2 separate regions of the Mus musculus genome follow, and region 1 is linked to region 2. A link is a contact called in public Hi-C data. All regions are on one chromosome and are shown on one strand. Each heading gives the region's core, a stretch centred on a gene start, on an enhancer-like site or on the middle of the called end of the contact. The rest is flanking DNA. Distances are from core to core; before and after follow the strand shown.

Region 1 (6,266 bases), core at 3,254-5,753, 580 kb before region 2:
GCAAGCACATCGGCGGCCTTGGGAGGAGCATCACAATGAGGAATGACCCATGGGAACATCTGTTTGGAGATTTGGAAAGAAACTCCTTGTTGTATTTGACAAACATCCACAGCTCTCAACTCTCCTATACAGAAGTCTGGATTACTGAATCCAGCAAGAGGCACTCACCCTCCTTTCTTGTATAAAAATCTCAGGATGCCTGCATTGTACCAGGTTAGACAGAGACACGTACCATTCTCCCCACACAGTGACCCTGAACAGGGAGACATCAAAATTGCTCATCTCAGAACCTGTCAACACGTCCTCTTCTCTCTTGGAAAGGTTGCAGTCAGGGTTAAATAACAAGTGATTACTAAGTGCCTTTCTCATTGAAATGAGAATTAATATTAATGCAATTATATGCTGATGGATAGATTCAGTGTTCTGCTGAAATGGATCAACATTTAAACTCTACAATTTAACAAAAACAAAGCCATCCTGCAAAGACTACCGGGACTAAGTCAGAAGGCAGACATGCACAAAGGCTTCTACTGGGTATAATTTCTGCCAGTCTATTCTAAGAATTAGAGTAGAGGAAGAAGAAAGAAGAAGGGAAAAGGGCAAACTTTCCCAGTTGAAAATATATATTCCCATAAAAGGTAAAAGTTGGTTTGTTTTTAGGAAATACCATAAATAGTTCTAAAACTCACTGAATTTCTTGGCTATCTCACCCAAAATTATTGTTTCATGGGATTTTTAGGATCTTAAAAAACATTGCACTGTAGCTAAAATAGGGCTATTTCTCCAAACAGTGGGATTGCAGGCAGAAGGTAGGAGAAAGAGAAGACTCTTCTGGGACAGTGGAAAGTGGTTGTCCATTCCTGAAAGCCTGATGGTACAACGGAAGGAGTACCGCAAGCACAAATATCTCTACACGAAAGTATCTGTACCTCCATCTGAGACTTACATTTGGAATGGCTCTCCAATTATCAGCCAGTGACCTATCAAAACTGGTGGGGCCTTCAAATTCTAAAAAATGGGTAGAGATCTGGATGGTCCTCCAAAGTAAGTTACCCTTACCACTATCTGAAACACATAAACCCCAGACTCAGCCAGAGTAAGGTGGCCAGTTGCTGGAAGGATCCAAGCTGGAGTCTCTGGCTACCAAGCATGGAGCCTTTGCTTTTAGCTAATGTTATGAGTTGAATTTTTTTCCTCATCCTGAACATATTTTGAATCCCTGACCCCTAGTACTTTAGAATATAAGTTCATATTAAGATGTTTATAGATGTTATCAGGCTACAATGAGGTCTTTAGAGTGTCTTAATCGAACATGATCTCTGATCTTATTTTTAAAGAAAAACTGGCTATAGAAACAAAACAAATGTATATATGTATCAGAGAAAAAATAGCTGTGTGAAGACAGGGAAGAAACAGCCCCTTGCAAGCCAAGAAGAAATTCTTTGAATGGTTTCTCCCTTCACAACTGTCAAGAGGAAGAGCCCTTCCCAGATATCATGCCTGCTCTGTAAATTCTAAGTTGGAATTCCAAATTCCAGTCTTAACAAATTCATATAGAAAATCTGGGTGTACTGGAGGAGAATAAAAGTCTATGTCAATGCTCATGGAGATATTTGCCTTTAATTGCATTTAGCCATCTATACCCCTTGATTTCCCTACAGTGAAAACATAAAATAAAATTTAAAAAAAATTCTTTCAAAGTCTCTTTTCCAAATGCTAGCCTTTAAAAGATACAGTCTTGGGGCTGTGGGTATGGCTTAGTTAGTAGAGTGTATCCCTTGCATGCAGGAGGCTCTAGGTTCTATCCCCAGAACCATACACCCAACCTGCCAGTCCCATCTCATCTCTGGATGAGGAGAGGCTCCACTGAGCCCCTCAGTGGAGCTTCAGTCTTTGATGCACCTGGTTAGATGGTGTCCAGCCCTTTCAACTCCTTTCCTAAAGTCACAAGCCACTGATGATGAACAGAAGAGGGAGGGAGCTGATACTCTTGAGTTCCTCAGATCCTTATTTGCGCTCTTTTCCCCACCCTAAGATAAACACACTCTTGCAACAATGTGTCTGCAGTGTTTTGATGGTGCTTTGAGTCTTACCTGATAGCGTCTTTGGGTGTGCTGCACCACTGGCACATGCTTTGGAAAGGGCAGGATTCATCACACTGTAACCAAGGCCCCCTCTCCCTCCCCACCCCTTGTCCTCACTCCCACCCCCACCCCCCAGTGCTTGAACAGCTCACAAATGTATTCAGAGTCAGAATCTTAGCTGTTTGAAGGATGTTTTTCTATGTCTGCCACAATCCAGACAGCAGATGTGTGTTTCCACCAAGGCAGCTGCAAACAAGACCTGATCATCCTTCAGCTAAGGCTTCATTTTCCTCTGTTCAACAGGTTGCTGCTCAGAATCTCTCCTCTGTAACTTTCTTCAGCTTGTTTTACAAAGGAGAGAAGGCTTCCAGCGCATCCCAAAGGCCTTCTGACTTTGGGCAAAAAGTGGGCTCATCAGAAGCCTTCCTAGAAAGGTTCTGAGTGGTGGGGTCTTGGGGTCCCAAGAGAAGGATGCTTCCTTAGGGAGCCTGGTATGCAGGAAGGACTGGAATCCCTCCTGCAGTGAGGAGCTGAGATAGAGGGTGGGCCAAGAGAGGGAAGCTTAGACAGCAAAGCACTCTCCTACTTCCTAAAATATGCTACAAGCAAACCTTAAATTCGTCACCCTCTATCACTTTCAGAGACACATCTGTTTATGTCTGCCAAAGAAAATGTGACTCTAAAAGAGCAGACAAGCTGTATGCAGCCTGTCTAAATGCTTGCAGAAGCGCTGCTGTTACTTCATTTGGGTGCATCATGTACTGCTTGCCCAGTTGCCTGGGTGTCAGGCTCTCCAGCAGCATGGAATAGAAACCATCGCTTTCTCTGGCAGCCAGGAGGCTCAGAGCTCTCCTTCCATGCTTACTGAAAGAGCCATCCTCACCTGAGATTACTTGTGTATTTTCCACCCAGTCCCTAATTGCCTTTGTAATGATTCCATTTAAAGGGCATCTCTTTTCCGACACAGCCTGCCTCAAGTCCTCTTCAGAAATAAATAGCAAACATCATCAGGCATTGCTGGAGACACACCTGTCGCCACCAGGCTGTGGGTGACCTCAGCGCCTCCCATAAAACTATGTAGGGTGCAATTAAGCATCCCAGGACCTCCCAATGCCCTGTAGCAGTATGAAAACGAAGCTGTTTGTCCCAAAGCCCCAAATATCACCTGTCAAGTTCCCTTCCTCCCACTCTGCCAACAACACTTAGGAAAAGTCACAGGTTTCTCCTGAGAATTTGTCGTTCTCCTAGTTCTTGACTTGAAGTGACAATTTCCTGAGTGAAGAGCCTGAGGCTGCTCTGCAAACAGGAGCCTGAGAGCAACAAGTGGAGAAAGCTTCCTGTCAGTGAGGCCTGGCTCTATCTGCCTGCTGCTTGTCTATGCTCCCCAACCCCAGCCCCTCACAAGGTCTGGTTTCAATATTTTATTTGCTCCTAACGGCTTTTCTTGGGCTTTTGGTCCACAACCCAGAACCAGGCCCTTTACCTAACAAAGGTGAACTAACTACCCATAGATTCCCAAATGCCCAGTTTGCCCCATTGTCCTCTATAAGTTACTTCTACCCTTTCCACTCCTCCCTGTGCCCTCCACAGAAACAAGGACTGGTTTTTTTCTTGTGTGTGTGTGACCCATATGGCAAGGTGTTTTCTTCTTGTAATATAATATTAGTTCAGCTACGAAAAATATTCTTGGGCCGGGCGTGGTGGCACATGTCTTTAATCCCAGCACTTGGGAGGCAGAGGCAGGCAGATTTCTGAGTTCGAGGCCAGCTTGGTCTACAAAGTGAGTTCCAGGACAGCCAGGGCTACACAGAGAAACTCTGTCTCGAAAAACCAAAAAAAAAAAAAAAAAAAAAAAAAAAAAGAAGAAGAAGAAAAAGAAAAAGAAAAAGAAAAGAAAATTTGTTCAAACCCAGTGCTTAGGGAGAGAATCATGAGTTTGAGGCTAGCCTTGGCTACATAGTGGGAGAGTTTCAGAACACACAAAGGGAAAAAGAAAGGGGGAGAAAGAAAGGAAGAAAGGACAGCATTCATTTCATTCTAGAGCTCTGCAGCTTCCCTTCGACATGTAGGACTCCCAGGAAGAGGCCAATGGGCCAGCTCTTTCCTGTAGGCCCTGGATTCCTAAGTAGGCTTATGGGACTTTGAATATAGGGGCCATGCCATATGCTTTCTAAGAAGAACTTCTCTTGTCCTCTTTCTATAAGCACAAATGGTAGAAAAGTGCCTCTAGCTGTTTTTCTGGAAAAACATTTCATGGTCTCTAGTACATACTTCTCTCTTCTCCACCCTAGGAAATTTGGAGGCTTCTAAAGTCCCAAGGGGGGAGTTGGTCATGGCCAAACCAGGGTGTGAATAAATGAAAGCTCTGACATCTGAGGCATTTAGTACACAACCAAATGAGCAATGGCTAAGTGGGCAGGGAACCGCCCAGGATACAGCAGCATCCAAGATCTTCCCTGTGTTGATGGAATTATAAGCTTAGTCATCTGAGAAGTATTCGTTTAAAAATATCTTTTTTTTTTTTTTTAGTATAGAATAGAGTTTATTCAGAGAATGGGGAGGGGAGTTAAGAGTGTAGCAGAGGCAGAGAAAGGCAGAGAGAAGGAGAGAGTAGAGAAATGGGGGCCAGCCATGGCCACGTGGAGAGAGGGGGGAAACTAAAAATATCTTGGCATAACTATTTATACAGTTGTAGAAGCTGTTGGGCTTGTGCAAGATCTTTGAATTTACTCATCCTCTCCGATTAAGTGGCCAAGGCCAAGAGAAACAAATTAATAAAGTCGAATTGTCTCACCAGGGCCAGACCCTCTGTTCTTCGGCCCTACCCACCAACTCCTCATTCTGGGATCTCTCTTCATTCACAGTGCTCTGAATTAGACACAGGGGAGGAATTCTACATTTGCCATGAGGGTGGAGGACAGCTGCACCTCTCCAAACTGGGGAAGCCTCAGTAAACACAGAAATGGTTGCTGGCCCCAGCAAGACCAAGAACTTCGGCTCTCTCAAGTGTCCAGGGAGCTGCATGTGACAGTCTTGATGTCTGAGGTGTCTCACACCTCTTCACGCCCTGACTAAGGTAAAAAGAGCTCTGGATAAAGGGACACACTCTCCACTATTGCCTAGTAGACTTGGGAATTGCAACAGCTGGTTGTAGTTCTTGGTGTCTTGTTGAATTAAAGACATATTTGAGAAATATACACAAATAACAAAGCTATAAAGGGGTTTATTCAGAAACCCTTCGTGGTCCAGATGGAGGCAGAGATGGTTGGTAGTAGTGAGGACAGGTGGTTTTCTGTTAGGATTGACACACCAGGATTAGATAAGCCTTTGTTCACAGCACCAATCCTTTGCCATGATGTGTCTGATTTTAATCATATGCAACTCCAACCACACATAAGCACAAGAAGATAAATAGAGGTTTCCCCGAAACGTTCATTCAGACAATAGGGTTAGCTTACAACACTTGCACCTAAAACCAGCTCAGGCTCCATAACATCACTGACTCTAATTCCAGCAGGTGTTTGGCCCCCATACAGGGAGCAGCGAGGGGGCCAATCAGGAGCTATGAAACTGACATAAAGGGTAGCTTGATTTGAACAGGAATCTGTGTAGTGCTGTGCAGGTAGGGGTATGGGTTGCAAGACTCCCTTGACATCTATCTACCACAAACCCCTCTAACAACCAGAAAATTACAGTTATAAAGTAGCAATGAAATAGTATTACTGTTGGAGGCTCGCCATAACATGAGGAACTGTAACAAAGAGTCACAGGCAACTACTTTGGGAAGCAATATGGGAATTGCTCAAAAACCTAAAAGTAAAGCTATCGTGTGACCACCTATATGACTAATGAACATGTGTCTGAAGAATTCTAAGACAACGTAACACAGAAACACTTGCACATTGATGTTTATTGCAGCACTATTTACAATAACCAAGATAAGGAACCAGCCAAGATGCCCGCCAAGAGCTGAAGAGATAAAGTAACTGTGGTATACACGTGCAAGGGAATTTTCATTCAACAGAAACGAAGAATGGAATTATGATGCTCATGGGGAAATGAATGGAACTATAGATCATTATGCTATGTGACGTAAGTCAGACTCATGGGACAAAAAAAGGCAGAAACAGATGTCTAAAGGAAAATAGGGATTAAAAAAGAGTAATGGAATATATAATAATG
Region 2 (5,769 bases), core at 2,650-5,149:
AACTAAAAGTACAAATGAAAATGGCATTCACTGTATTATAAGAGCATGTTCACATGCTTACACATGCTTACACATGCTTACACATGCTTACACATGCTGTGCACGAGAACACATGCCCCTTCCTTGCTTGAACTCACATCCTGTGATGCTCAGTAGCTCTGCAGCCAAGCATGGCTATCTGAGAGCCATTATTAGCACAGAGTCACAGAAAACAACGCTCAATGCTCCTCACTGGTGTCACCGATTGTAACAGCATCTACAGCAGAGATGACTCTGGAGATCCATACGGAGCACCAGCTTGCAAATCCATGGGAAGGATTCTGCTTTGTTGTTTTGATATTTGAGACAGGCTCCCATCATGTAATCCAGGCTGGATTTGATCTCATGGTCCTCCTGCCTCAGCCTCCCAAGTGCTAAGCTAATAAATAGGCTTGCACCAGCATGTCCAAATGGACTGGGGCTTCTCGTCATTCTGAGCACCTGGGCTGCCCTACTTGCAGTATGGGTATGGAGAGCCTGATAGATTAAAATGGCTGATCCTGAGCACTACAAGGTGCCATTGTGTGCCTGGTGGCTCCTGGGACAGGAAGGGGGATAGGTAGAATGGGCATGGAAAAGACAATTGTGACATGACACCCCTCAGGAGCTGCCACCATAAACCCACCCAGCTTGCTTAGAGTAGAGTCCTAAGAAACCTTGGCTCTCATCCCAGGCACTCCCAAGCATCCTTTCTGGTTCCAGGATTGCTCATTCCTGAAGCTGAGCACCTGAAGCAGGTGGAGGGAGGCAGAGAGAAGGGCAAGGCTGATTTCCATTTGAAAGAACAAAGAAGCTGGCAGCAGGGACTCTAGCCTGGCCTTCCAGCTGCAGGTTCAGGGCCACAGGCACCCCTACTTTGCCTGTGTCTTTTAGTGTATTCTTAGGATCCTGGCCTCTGTGCCTGGCATCTAGGTTCCATATCCCTCCTTTGTGCTTTCCCCCACGTGGCAACTGCCTAGCATAGCTCTGTATTAACCCTTAGCTACCCAGGTGCCTCATTCCATGGCCTGCCTTTTGGGTCCCCCACAGATGCCTTTCCCTCGTACATTCTGCACGCGTGTACCACTTCAGGCAAGGCATCATGCTCACCCAGAGGTTTCCTCCTATTTTAAGTGCAGGGTTAGGGGAGAGCTGAAGAGGGAATTTGTTCTCACATCTTAGCTGGAATGCAGCCTGAGCTGGAGGTCGATGACACTGGAATAATTGGAGGTAAGAGCTGTGAGGCCATTAAGATAAATTTTTGACATAAAAATGTAGGCTGGTTCATAAAAGGTTGCAATGACAATAGGTTATAGTGACAACTTTTCAACAGTTGTATAAGCCTCCAGATGGAGAGGAATTTGGCGTGATGAATTATGGGCAATTGGGATAACATAGCATCCTTTTATAGGCATGGATGTAAGGAGGAAACAAGGTTATTCAGACTGCCCATATTAACTAACATCATTGGGAAAGCATGGGGTGGAGAGAGAGTGAGCGCATTACAGGTTTAAGGACTCCTCTCCCCGAGCTAAAATGCCTTGATCTTCCAACCTGAGCTCACAGCTTAGTTCTCTGGTCTAATGAGCATCTTTGTTAGCCAAATATCAAGGCTGAACCTCCACACCCTGCTGTCAGGCTACAGGGCCTTTCAAATGAGGAGGTCCTATTCCAGCCCTCAGCCTGGCTGTTGTGCAGTTGGGTTAAATAGCCTCTCTTGAATCCAAGGTAAGCTGTGTGGGATCATTCTTAAGTAAAGTGTTCTCTGGATGAGAGACTTCTGCACAGAGAAAAGGAAGCTTCTCGAAGGAGGACAGAGAAAGACATGGCTCCTGTGAAGTCCGCCCACCTTCAGGTCTGCTTTCTGCTCTAAGTCAACTAGTAAAAGTCACCAATGCCCCTAGCCATCTCTACTGAGAATATAAATGACTATGTGGTGGCCATCACTGTTTGCCCACAGTGGATCCAAAGCTTCTGTAAGCGCTTCTCGGCATCTTGTTGAAGCTCACAACAATCCTAATGTAGATAGCATTACCCCATTTTACAGCTGAGAACACTGAACCCTAGAGAAGTTAACCTATAGCAAGCAAGTATGCAAATTGAGAAGAGTTCAGACTGGAGTCTGTGCAAACCCCTTAACCACTCAATAAGCTACAGTGACCTGTGAACACTAACACAGAGAGAGGAGAGGGTGGGGGACGGGGAGGGGGAAGGAGGAGGAACTGGGGAGGAGGAGGAGGAGGAGGAGGAGGAGGAGGAAGAGGAGGAAGAAGAGGAAGAGGAGGAGGAGGAAGAGGAGGAGGAGGAGGAGGAAGAGAAAGAATGGTAATATCAACAGGCCTAAAGCACATTGAACATCTGGAACCATTGAGGAGTTCAGCAAATGGGAATACAAGTTTTGTTCATTAAATGGACTTTGGATAAGAGGATAGCAGCCTTGATAACTGAATATCTGCATTCAATGCGTGTGCTCTGGGTGTGTGAATTTATATATGAATGACTTGCTAATGGTAGTTATAGGAGTTGAAGTCATCTGTGGGGCTGTAAGAGAGGAAAGTCCCACTCAGAAATGGCATATTGGCATATATTTTATATATGTGTGTATATGTATGTATATATATATATATATATATATATTCCAGCTCCCTAATCTGTGTTTGCCATAGGAAAGCATGCATGTTTGGGGTTATAATAAGCCATGTTTGGGATGTTGATGGATCCTTAGGTCCCTGCCTAAGATGAGAGCAGATACTCCTTAGGGACCACTTTCGGCCCCACGGTGGGAGTTGAAGACCCAGCTGGAGCCTGTGAAAGCTGACCCTCTTTCCCTACCTTGTGATTGCCTTCCACCTTCAGTGGTTCTGGAAGAACGGAGGAGACTATATGGGTACACTCTGGACTCTGAGACGAGGAAGAGAAAGCCTGAGTGTACCTTCTCACTAAAGCATCTCATGAGTTAGCTTCTCACGCACACCTACCACGCTAGCTGACTTGGTCTAACCTGATGAGACCCAGAGTCATTTTTCCATGGGATCATGCCTCTTGAACTCCAAGTCTTCCAGAGTCTAGAACATATATGGGGTTCAGTTAATCGCTACTGCTTCCATATAAAGCACTGCAAGAAGCTATCAAGGTCAAGACCATGCAACCAGAGAAGGATACATTTCTAGAGTAGAGAATGCAGAATCCAGTGACCATGACTAACATCTCAGGAAAACACACACACAGTTAAGTAAAGGGATTCCAAGTATGTTCATAGTCCTCTGTACCTGGGCAAACAAATGCCCCTTTTCTATTCTAGGGGTCCCAGAGGCTTGCTAGCCTATATCCTACCTCCCCATAATCAAAAGCAGCCAGAGCCCAGGGCCTCTTTATCCTGATAAACTAGGGGACAGCTGTACACACCCAGTCAGTGAGACCTGACTTTCCTCCCCAAGTCTCAGGGACCTCCTACTCTCCCCAGCCTCAGGGCCTCTGCAATGCAGGCAGGCATGAGCTGTCTTTATCCTTGGGCTTTTCTTAGTAACAGCAGTGGCCAAGCTGCTCATGGCCTCCTGAAGACTCCCTGTTCTGGACAGCTGAAGGCTGTTCCTGAGTCAGAGTCCACCCAACCTACCATGCCCGCCCTCCCCCAACCTCCTGTTGCCCTGGATCCCATGTGAGGTCACTAAGCTGCCAGAAAAGTAAGAAAGTCAGAGAGCTATGACTCAAAGGAAAAGAACCTCTCAAGACAGCCATGCTAGGTGAATATGTTTATTTAGATGCTGGGTTCTTTCCTCCCAGTGGTCTGATTCCTGAAGGGAAGCATATGAGGCTAGGACTCATTGGGTTCCCGGGCTCAGCTGGGTGGCCAAGGATGGGGCAATCCATTGACTCAGAACGGCTGGTAATTGAGAGCTATCTTCCCAGCCGGGACCAGCGTGGGCTTGCCAGCAATGCTGCAGTGGCTGGAGCTCTGTGATTTCTGAGGAAGGCAGTGCAGCTTTTGCCAAGCTGGAATTAGGGACTGTGTATGGAGACAGCTGCCCCTATGTCTGCCCTGATTGTAAGGAATCAGATAGGGTCACAGATCAAGACAGTGCCTTTCCTCAAGGTGGTGACTGAATCCCTCCCCTCAAGGCTTCAACAAAGGATTGAGAGAGCAGGTCCAAGGTCGCAGAAAGCTGGCTATAATTCTCAGGGCGCTAGAAGAGTGGGTTATACCCAGCCTACGGCCATTTCTATGGCTAATGGGGCCAAGAAATCTGCCAGAGGTGAGGCGTCTGCCAGTAAGTTCTACTTGTCCCGTTGGGATTGGCCAGACCAGCTCCTCTCACCAGCCACCAAAGAGCTTTGTTATCTGCGTCCTGCAGTCTGGGGCAGAGAGTGTCTATTCAAACAGCCTGGCACAGGACCATTGAGTTCTCAGGGACCTCTAGCAGGCTTTGACCATTGCATCTAGGGATAAGTATATTGAACCCCAGAACTTGAGGAGCCTGGAATCTTCTAGCCCATCTTTGATGTACAGGTGGGATCTGAGTCCAGGCCTCTCGGATGGCACTGGGCATTTAGAACAAGAACTCTGAAAGAGCTGATTTTTGAGAGAGAGGTAGAAGAGCCAAGCGGAGAGACTGTCTCCTCTGTTGCTGCTGGCCCTGCTGCTGACACTCACAGAAGCTATGAACTGAGTCGGAAATCCACTTCCAGGCAAGGGATCACTGTGGCCATCCCTGTCTTGATATGATGCAGCTCCAAACCCAGTCTAGAGGAAAAGGTGTACCCTTGGTTCATCACAGAGCTAAGCACAGACGCTTCAGGATTCTCCTTGGCCACCTCACATTGTCCCTGTCATCCATCCTGAAGGACTATGCCTAGAGGTATCCAAGGGACTTATAAGGAGGTAGCTGCTGATCCATGAAGTCAGTTCCATGGGCTCAGGCCTGGGCGTGTGAAGGATAGTCCTAATGTGGCCAGGTCCTTAATACCCAAGGGCTGGTATAGCCCCAGAGGGGATTCCGTGGCTATCCAACATGAAGTGCCCGATACCAAGGATGCGTGCATAGTTGGAGATAATTTCTGCTTTAAGACTGAGGCAGGTGCTGCTGGGAGCAGACCTTGCTGATAAGTGGTCCCACTGGGACATGAGTGTCACCGGAGAAAAGAAGTGATGTGATAAAAGTGGCAGATTTCACGGGAGACAGCATCCCTTGCAGGCAGCAGCAGGAGCCCTGGAGGTGGACACAGGGACCTGTTCCCTCTCGTTCTGACACTGAATGTACCCTGAGGTCCCAGGCCCTGGGAGTTGATGTCCATCTGCCAAATAGAAAGCCCAATGACTTGGGGGCATTTTGGCTAATGTTCATATATATATATATATAAGAGCAAGAAACGGAAGTGGGAACAACACCCAAGGGCATAGAACTCGGTATAAATTCCACTCCAGGCCTTTGCTGCTCCAGGGCACCACTCTTCTCTCCCAGGCAGCCTCTACTGTACTCCATGGCTGGCCGCCATGACTCCTGCATGCCTTCTGTCCTCACTCAGGTGCCCATCATGGCCTAGTGAGTAAATGCCTTCTCACCAATAAGAGGGCAAAGCCCAGGCCTTGCTGATGGAGAAGGACCTGAGGGTTGGTTAGCTAAGCACCTCGTTGACTCACTCGCCCCTGTTCTCTCGTCTCTCAGACTGCTGCTCTATACGGCCCTGAAGTAAGTCCCCAGCATATGGAGGGCAGCATAATGTCTTCATTGGATGACTCCTACTCTCGGTTTA

The links. A called contact is a pair of places that touch in the nucleus more often than the background predicts.
Region 1: a contact with region 2 is called in a Hi-C map of muscle stem cells, with 5 times the contacts expected there. The contact joins two enhancer-like sites. A contact is called at or near these places in 2 of 484 Hi-C or Micro-C datasets (embryonic stem cells and muscle stem cells) and 1 of 115 datasets of contacts at active chromatin or transcription factors (astrocytes).

Annotation. Positions count from the first base shown.
Region 1 is chr12:5,756,173-5,762,438 of GRCm38.p6, reverse strand. The region is part of intron 2 of Gm9548 (a long non-coding RNA gene); the gene reads right to left. Among named protein-coding and RNA genes, the nearest start is that of Gm9548, 19 kb to the right of the region's middle. Within about 2 kb of position 4,503, at least 20 of the 459 cell types and tissues checked have an H3K27ac peak or open chromatin away from gene starts, as enhancers often do. A contact at or near this core is called in muscle stem cells, where this site is marked.
Region 2 is chr12:5,175,036-5,180,804 of GRCm38.p6, reverse strand. All of the region lies in intron 3 of Klhl29 (kelch-like 29), which reads left to right. Among named protein-coding and RNA genes, the nearest start is that of Gm51980, 100 kb to the left of the region's middle. Within about 2 kb of position 3,899, at least 49 of the 459 cell types and tissues checked have an H3K27ac peak or open chromatin away from gene starts, as enhancers often do. A contact at or near this core is called in muscle stem cells, where this site is marked.